Regions from separate parts of the Pan troglodytes genome. Here region 2 is linked to region 1. A link is a contact called in public capture Hi-C data. All regions are on one chromosome and are shown on one strand. Each heading gives the region's core, a stretch centred on a gene start, on an enhancer-like site or on the middle of the called end of the contact. The rest is flanking DNA. Distances are from core to core; before and after follow the strand shown. Region 1 overlaps BACH2 (BTB domain and CNC homolog 2). Region 2 overlaps BACH2 (BTB domain and CNC homolog 2).

Region 1 (3,872 bases), core at 992-3,491:
GTGTCGGTCAGACCTCCTTTTTAATACTGGTACTGTGACACGGGGCAAACAAAGACCCTTGCCTGCCTGCCTTTGATCAGTTGATCGGTTCAGTTAGTTGGTTTACATGATGTCTTGCTCCAAAAGTAACTTGAGACAACACCCTCTAAACACACTGTGTTGTCACCTTGCGTACACAGTAGTAGTATGTTAGGACACAGTTCGACTCATGACATATTCGGTAACATACAAGCTTTTAACAAGTATTTACCATGTGAGAGACCCCAGGTTAGATTAGATGCAAGTTTACAAAGACAGACAAAACCATTCCTGATCTGAAGGAGCTTGCTGTCTTATGGTAGAAACAGGCACAATTAGGTATAATAAAAGGGAGATGGCAGTGATTGCCCATATAGAATTTATAATGTGGGTCTAGCAGTCATGGCTTTTTGTTTTGTTTTTTTAACCAAATATCTCTGGACTCATCATCTGACAGAAAAATTTAATATGGAATCTTACTTGAGTACTTTAAAAAGATTAACAATTAAAATCCCGTTCAGTTACATGTCTAAGAAATTTCCCTTACTGGAAAGAATGCAATGATATGAAATCAGTGCTGCCCTGGAGAATCTAGCACGTCTCCTCATCTGGCTATGAGAGCTGAGAGGACAGTGTCATTCATTCTCTCTAAGAGGACTGGAGAGCACTCCCAAAGGAGTGAATGTCCAGGTTGAATCTTGAACATCAGTTACAGGTCCTTGCAAGAATTTTGGCTCTGTATGCTGCAGTGAGTTTAATACACACAGAAGTCAGCTACAAAGTTTACCAGGTCACCTTGCTGTGCACTCACTCCCCCCACTAAAATTTTGTATCACTGCTACCATAGCCTCTAGCAAGGACCCCATGATTGCTGCTTTCATTTGATTTGTACAGGATTTGTAGACATGCCTCACCTTCCTGTGTGGTCAGCAGTGCTTGCAAGAACCTAGAGGATGTGTGGTTTTATGTGCAGGGTAAGGAAGCTTACCCTGATGAACACCAGCAAGTTTAATTCATTTCCATCTGAAAAAACAATTGGCCTTAGGCAACATATTCTTAATTGTCTAAGTCATTGTGTGTGAGCAGGCATGCGTGTGGGCACACACGTGTTTGTGTGCATATGCAAGCTGTGCATAAATAGCACACTTTCAATCTTTGTAAAATATAACAGATAAGCAGCAAATGACAGTAGGCTTAGCCCCTGAAGATTTACCAGGAAAAAAAGACAGCTGCATGGCAAAGCTGCTGCTAATAATTAGGGAAGGAATAGCCCATACCCTGTGCCACTCAGCAGCTTCAACCATTTAAATGAGAGCCGGTTTATTTAACTCTGCAACCCCCATTCATTATGGGCCAGGGGTTGATTTCGTCTTGAGCACACCACTTTTGATTGTTGTCATCTCTGGTGAGATAATGAGATCATCATCATCATAAGATCAGGTAGGACATGATGACCGAAAGTCTCAAGTAGAAACTGTGATGGATGAGCAAAACAGGAGTTGTTTTAATGTCTCTTTTAACATTGTAAGTGAGGAAAACCTATTTTTACAACTCCCTGGAGTTAGTTTTTTGCAGGGCCACATTGCCATTTTTGTGGTTGACAAGAAAACGTTAAGGCTCTCTTGGGCTCCAGCAAGCTGCAAGAAGTGTCACAACACTCCCGCCTCGTGTAGAATGGCTCTCAACAGGACTGATTGGGAGGGAAATTAATAGGCTCCCCATTGTCACCGTGCATTTTTGCCAGGATATTTCATTAGTGTAAACACTGAACCCGTTGTCATCTTGTTTAGCCACTTGACCCTGGTGATTTTCAATTCTGCCTGTGCTGTGATGGAGTACAACAGTGGCATGCACGAGACAGGCACTAATTATTGGAAGCAGAATCATTGCTGACCCAGTACTACAAGATTAACTGCCCCTTTGCAGTCTTTATTCTGGGACATTAGCACTGTCTGGTTATCTTGCTTCAGTTGAGGGATTCGGGACAATAGCAGTGCTGATGGTAATGTTGGCGATTTCCTTGTTTGTTTTGCAGGTCACGGCCAGGGGCTTTGGGCCGCTGTTACAGTTTGCCTACACTGCCAAGCTGTTACTCAGCAGAGAAAACATCCGCGAGGTCATCCGCTGTGCTGAGTTCCTGCGCATGCACAACCTCGAGGACTCCTGCTTCAGCTTCCTGCAGACCCAGCTCCTGAACAGTGAGGATGGCCTGTTTGTGTGCCGGAAGGATGCTGCGTGCCAGCGCCCACACGAGGACTGCGAGAACTCTGCAGGAGAGGAGGAGGATGAAGAGGAGGAGACGATGGATTCAGAGACGGCCAAGATGGCTTGCCCCAGGGACCAGATGCTTCCAGAGCCCATCAGCTTTGAGGCCGCCGCCATCCCCGTAGCAGAGAAGGAAGAAGCCCTGCTGCCCGAGCCTGACGTGCCCACAGACACCAAGGAGAGCTCAGAAAAGGACGCGTTAACGCAGTACCCCAGATACAAGAAATACCAGCTTGCATGTACCAAGAATGTCTATAATGCATCATCACACAGTACCTCAGGTTTTGCAAGCACATTCCGGGAAGATAACTCTAGCAACAGCCTCAAGCCGGGGCTTGCCAGGGGGCAGATTAAAAGTGAGCCGCCCAGTGAAGAGAATGAGGAAGAGAGCATCACGCTCTGCCTGTCTGGAGATGAGCCTGACGCCAAGGACAGAGCGGGGGATGTCGAGATGGACCGGAAACAGCCCAGCCCTGCCCCTACCCCCACGGCCCCAGCTGGGGCCGCCTGCCTGGAGAGATCCAGGAGCGTGGCCTCGCCCTCCTGCTTAAGGTCTCTGTTCAGCATAACGAAAAGTGTGGAGCTGTCTGGCCTGCCCAGTACGTCTCAGCAGCACTTTGCCAGGAGTGCAGCCTGCCCTTTTGACAAGGGGATCACTCAGGGTGACCTTAAAACTGACTACACCCCTTTCACAGGGAATTATGGACAGCCCCACGTGGGCCAGAAGGAGGTGTCCAACTTCACCATGGGGTCGCCCCTCAGGGGGCCTGGGTTGGAGGCTCTCTGTAAACAGGAGGGAGAGCTGGACCGGAGGAGCGTGATCTTCTCCTCCAGCGCTTGTGACCAAGTGAGCACCTCGGTGCATTCTTATTCTGGGGTGAGCAGTTTGGACAAAGACCTCTCTGAGCCGGTGCCAAAGGGTCTGTGGGTGGGAGCTGGCCAGTCCCTCCCCAGCTCGCAGGCCTACTCCCACGGTGGGCTGATGGCCGACCACTTGCCAGGAAGGATGCGGCCCAACACCAGCTGCCCGGTGCCAATCAAAGTCTGCCCTCGCTCACCCCCCTTGGAGACCAGGACCAGGACTTCCAGCTCCTGCTCTTCCTATTCCTACGCGGAGGACGGGAGCGGGGGCTCACCCTGCAGCCTCCCTCTCTGTGAGTTCTCCTCCTCGCCCTGTTCCCAGGGAGCCAGATTCCTTGCCACAGAACATCAGGAACCAGGCCTGATGGGAGATGGAATGTACAACCAAGTGCGGCCCCAAATTAAATGTGAGCAGTCTTACGGAACCAACTCCAGCGACGAATCCGGATCGTTCTCGGAAGCAGACAGTGAGTCGTGTCCTGTGCAGGACAGGGGCCAGGAGGTAGGGAACCCACATAAATTCAAGCATGTGACCCACTCTCTAGGCCCTTTATCTGGACTACTCCCTGCCCCCCACCACTCCCACATTGTTCTTACGTGCTAAGATTAAAGATGACAGTAGAGAGACTGCCTTCCCCATCCACAGAGGCAGGATGCTGAAGGTGATTCCACATTAACCACTTCTGTCCTAGAAAAGCACTTGATATTTGATCTGGATCTCAATACTC
Region 2 (3,872 bases), core at 465-2,964, 330 kb before region 1:
ATTTGGTTTATGGTTAGGGATTTTTGTTATTCGGTAGCAGTGAACCTGAAATTCTGTATTATCTTTGCATGTTGAATTTTAGAAGAAAAAAAAAGCAGCAGATCCAACTTCACTTACCTCCCCACCCCAGTTGCATTGATACAAATTGAATTGATATATTTATTTCAAAATCGGTGTGTCCCAATTTGACATACCACAGGCATAGTGGTGTCAGCATGGTGGTGACATCTGGACATTAGGAGAGTTGGTTGATTAATGAAACTATACTTATTTTAGATAGAGTTGTTGCCAGGTAAATACCTGGCTGTAGAGTCAACGCCCTTCAGTCCCACCTCTCCCCCACCATACCCTTCTCCAGCAACCATGCTATGTTGAGTTGATGGCTCCATCTAGTGCCAGTCTGTGGAACTGTCTTGCAGGACTCCACTGTCACCTCCGGAGCTGGGTATGATGAAGAGTCCTCTTTCTCTGGGAACACACTGTCTAGCGGGGAACTGCCCTCTAGTTCCTACCTCTCCTTTGTTTTTGCAGTTTAGTTATACTCCGTGTCTTTCTTTGTTCCAGACTTAATTTGTTTCCCTCTCTCTAGTACCCCCTCTTTGTACTTGTTTCTCCTCCTTTTTTGTTTTCCAACTCTCAATTTTTTTTTTTGGAGAACAAAACAGTACTTAAAACCAGTAAGTATAAAGATTTTTTTTCTAACAATACTTTATGCGAAAGTAAGAGAATTCCATGCATTTTAAATGAAACTATCAATTGAAACCGTGTTAGAGAACCAGAATGACCCTAAAGTTGAAGTCTGAAAGTGTCACTTGGAAGACTGTGTCCCTTCATCCTCCTGTAATTAGACATTTCCTCAAACACAGTTAATCAAGAGTGTTTTCTTTTAAATGGTTTTGGAACTATCATTGTAGTATCATTTTCTTTTTAGATTATAAATTTAACCTCTCATATTTTAAGTTCAAGACATTTTCACGGACTATCAAGGAATCCTAGCTCATTGGCCTGGCCCTGTTTCTGTGGGAAAATGTATTCTCAGTTCCAGACAACCAGTGTTCCTGCAGATTTTTAGGTCCCGTATAAAACGAGAGAACAGAGATGAATGAGAGGCATTGTCAGACAAAGCCTGGCACATGAGATCTCAATTAGCGTACAGGTTTTAAATCTCCCACATTAAACAGTACATTTTAAATTTCCACTTATGTTAAGCGTCTTGATATTGTGGGTTTGAAAGTTAGTCCCCTCTGAAAAACAGGAACTGTGCTTGTCTGTTACCAGTTCTTGTGGTCGATATGGTAACTATTTTGATTTTTCAGAAGGGAGGAAAAGCAGTTAAATCTAGTTAAAATTAAAACCAGTTAAAATTAACTGGCTCGTGAGATTTCAGTGCAGCTGTTCCACACATAGCAACACTGAGAGTGAGTTGTTTATTACCATGATTAATTATTATTAGTTGTTACTTCTTTTTGAGCAGTGGCATAGATTATTTATATTTTTGATCTAACCTTGGAAAATAGAAACTGCAAGCGTAGAGAGGTTCCCGTTTGCTAATTTGCATGTACCCTGTTTTTGTTTTTGCCAGGTAGGTGTGTGCACCTCAAGTACACGAGAGTAATTTAGCATGTCAGCACTTTCCTACCAGCAGTGCTTGCTGACTCATGCAGCTGTTGCAGCACTCAGCTGGCCGCACTGTAAACTGCCCATAGTACCAGCACCGCCCTTGGAGAGCTCCAGGCTGCTGGGCTGGTTAGCTACTGGGAGGCTATTTTCAGATCTGTGGTCACTGCTGAGCTGGGTCCTCTTCTCCTGCCAGCAGCCAGACACAGCCTTCTGGCTGCAGGGGAGAAAATTGGACAAATTTCTACCTTTGTAGGGACTGCATAAAGATTCATAGCATTTCTGGATATGCCTCAGGAAAACTTTTTTTTTGCTTCACTTTGTTTTTCTGGGAATATTTAAGGGGAGAGGCAAAAGGGGCTGATAATAAATGAAAAGGGAATGTGCTGTTATTTCCTACTAAGATCAGAAAGAGTTTTCATAAACCTTTAACTTAGTTAGGCTTTCTTGGCGTAACTGAAACCTGACCCACTTCTCCCTCAGTGCAAAGCAGTGTGTCCTGAGTAGGGAAGCAGGGGCGAGGGTGCAAGTGACTAGCCTGACATTGTTTTATGTGGCTCAAGTCCCTAAGTGATGACAGCTTTTGTTTATATCCGTTCCCTGTTATTGAGGTTAAAAAACAAAACAAAACAAAAAACTTGACCTCAGGTCATTTTAAAGCTAGCATGTATTTTCAGAGATGGTTTCACTGTTTGTTTTCAGAGTTCAGTTTTGCTTATTTTCATCGGAAAGTGTGAAATGTTGCTTTTCTGAGGCTTCTAAATAAACTTCCTTTTGTAGATACAAGTTGATCCAATCATCATAAACTGTCTTGAAAAAGGATGATTAAAGTAAGATCAGCTGGGGAAGGGAAAGCTTTGCACACCCTTGAGGAGTTTGCCTCCTTTTTCTTAAGTTTCAATAAGCATTCTGAAGCAGCTTTGACCAGTAATAAAGAAAAGCCACAGTGACTGTGTGTAACATGATGTTGATGGAAGTTCTTGGTTTCCGCCGATACGAATGACTCATCAGTATCAATAGAATTGTGACTTCTAATAATAACACAGTGCAAGACCTTCAAAACATGTGGTTTTAGCCCTTGCTCTTAGTGAAAGGTTGGAAAATGTTAGTTTGAGCTTTTTTTTTTTAATCTCTTGATTTTGCCCAAGTATAAAGTTGTTTTTTGTAGGAATGATGATCCCCCTGTTGTTTTCTCATCTTACTGTTTTTAGTTTCATTATGATTAAGGAGCCAAACTCAGATCATTTCATAGTTTAGAAATCTCTGCACTAAGCATCTCCTGTCGGGGCTGTGTTTGAGGGAAATGTGGCTGAAAAGCAAATCCTCCCTGAATGCAGAAAGGAAAATACTGGTGCAGACTACAATCCACTGAGCTGCGTCCCTCCTACACAGCATCTATTGCGGAGGGCTGTGGTATTGCTGAGTAGCCCCATAACCCTGTGAGTCATTGTCAAAGGATTCCAAGAGGAAGGTTAACAGAAAATGCGAGTCAGAGGAAACAGCAGAGTGGAGCAGCTAGCTCAGGAAGAACTGTGCTACCTGCTGAGGGGCTGCCCAGATGTCACCAGGAATTCAGGTGTACGTTCATCTTTTTGCAGCCCATTTCCGTATGTCTACATATGGGGACATTTTTGTTTTTTGTTTAGTTTTGGTTGGTTTTGCTGCAGTTTGGCCAGACTATCAGAGATCACTATCTTAGCTTCGTATCACAGTGGTCTTATCCCAGAGCCTTTGCTTTTTGTATTTTGTAGTCAAAGCAACTGAATTTCTAGGCTGTAAGACCAACATGTATATTTAACATAATCTTTTCCTTTCTAAATGCTTTATTTATTTATTTATTTATTTATTTTGAGATGGAGTCTTGTCCTGTCACCCAAGCTGGAGTGCAGTGGTGCGATCTCGGCCCACTGCACCCTCCACCTCCCAGGTTCAAGTGATCCTCCTGGCTCAGCCTCCTGAGTAGCTGGACTACAGGCACATGCCACCATGCCCAGCTAATTTTTGTAATTTTAGTAGAGATGGGGTTTCACCATGTTTGCCAGGCTGGTCTCGAACTCCTGACCTCAAGTAATCTGCCTGCCTCAGCCTCCCTAAGTGCTGGGATTATAGGTGTAAGCCGCCGTGCCTGGCCAGACCTAAAAAATTCTTATAAAATAGTTCAAAAGTTAAAAATGCATGAGGAGGCCGGGTGTGGTGGCTCACGCCTGTAATCCCAGCACTTTGGGAGGCCGAGGTGGGTGGATCACGAGGTCAGG

Evidence for each region. Capture Hi-C pulls out chosen DNA fragments and counts their contacts.
Region 2: a contact with region 1 is called in a capture Hi-C map of stem cell-derived neural stem cells, with 3 times the contacts expected there. The contact joins two enhancer-like sites. A contact is called at or near these places in 2 of 7 Hi-C or Micro-C datasets (induced pluripotent stem cells and stem cell-derived neural progenitor cells), 1 of 1 datasets of contacts at active chromatin or transcription factors (stem cell-derived excitatory neurons) and 1 of 1 other capture datasets (stem cell-derived neural stem cells).

What each region holds. Positions count from the first base shown.
Region 1 is chr5:101,948,725-101,952,596 of NHGRI_mPanTro3-v2.0_pri, reverse strand. BACH2 (BTB domain and CNC homolog 2) reads left to right here. Exons shown (of 7, transcript XM_016956004.4): 5 at 2,054-3,646. Among named protein-coding and RNA genes, the nearest start is that of GJA10, 63 kb to the right of the region's middle. Within about 2 kb of position 2,241, at least 10 of the 24 cell types and tissues checked have an H3K27ac peak or open chromatin away from gene starts, as enhancers often do. A contact at or near this core is called in induced pluripotent stem cells and stem cell-derived neural stem cells, where this site is marked.
Region 2 is chr5:102,282,208-102,286,079 of NHGRI_mPanTro3-v2.0_pri, reverse strand. The region is part of intron 1 of BACH2 (BTB domain and CNC homolog 2); the gene reads left to right. Among named protein-coding and RNA genes, the nearest start is that of BACH2, 11 kb to the left of the region's middle. Within about 2 kb of position 1,714, at least 15 of the 24 cell types and tissues checked have an H3K27ac peak or open chromatin away from gene starts, as enhancers often do. A contact at or near this core is called in induced pluripotent stem cells and stem cell-derived neural stem cells, where this site is marked.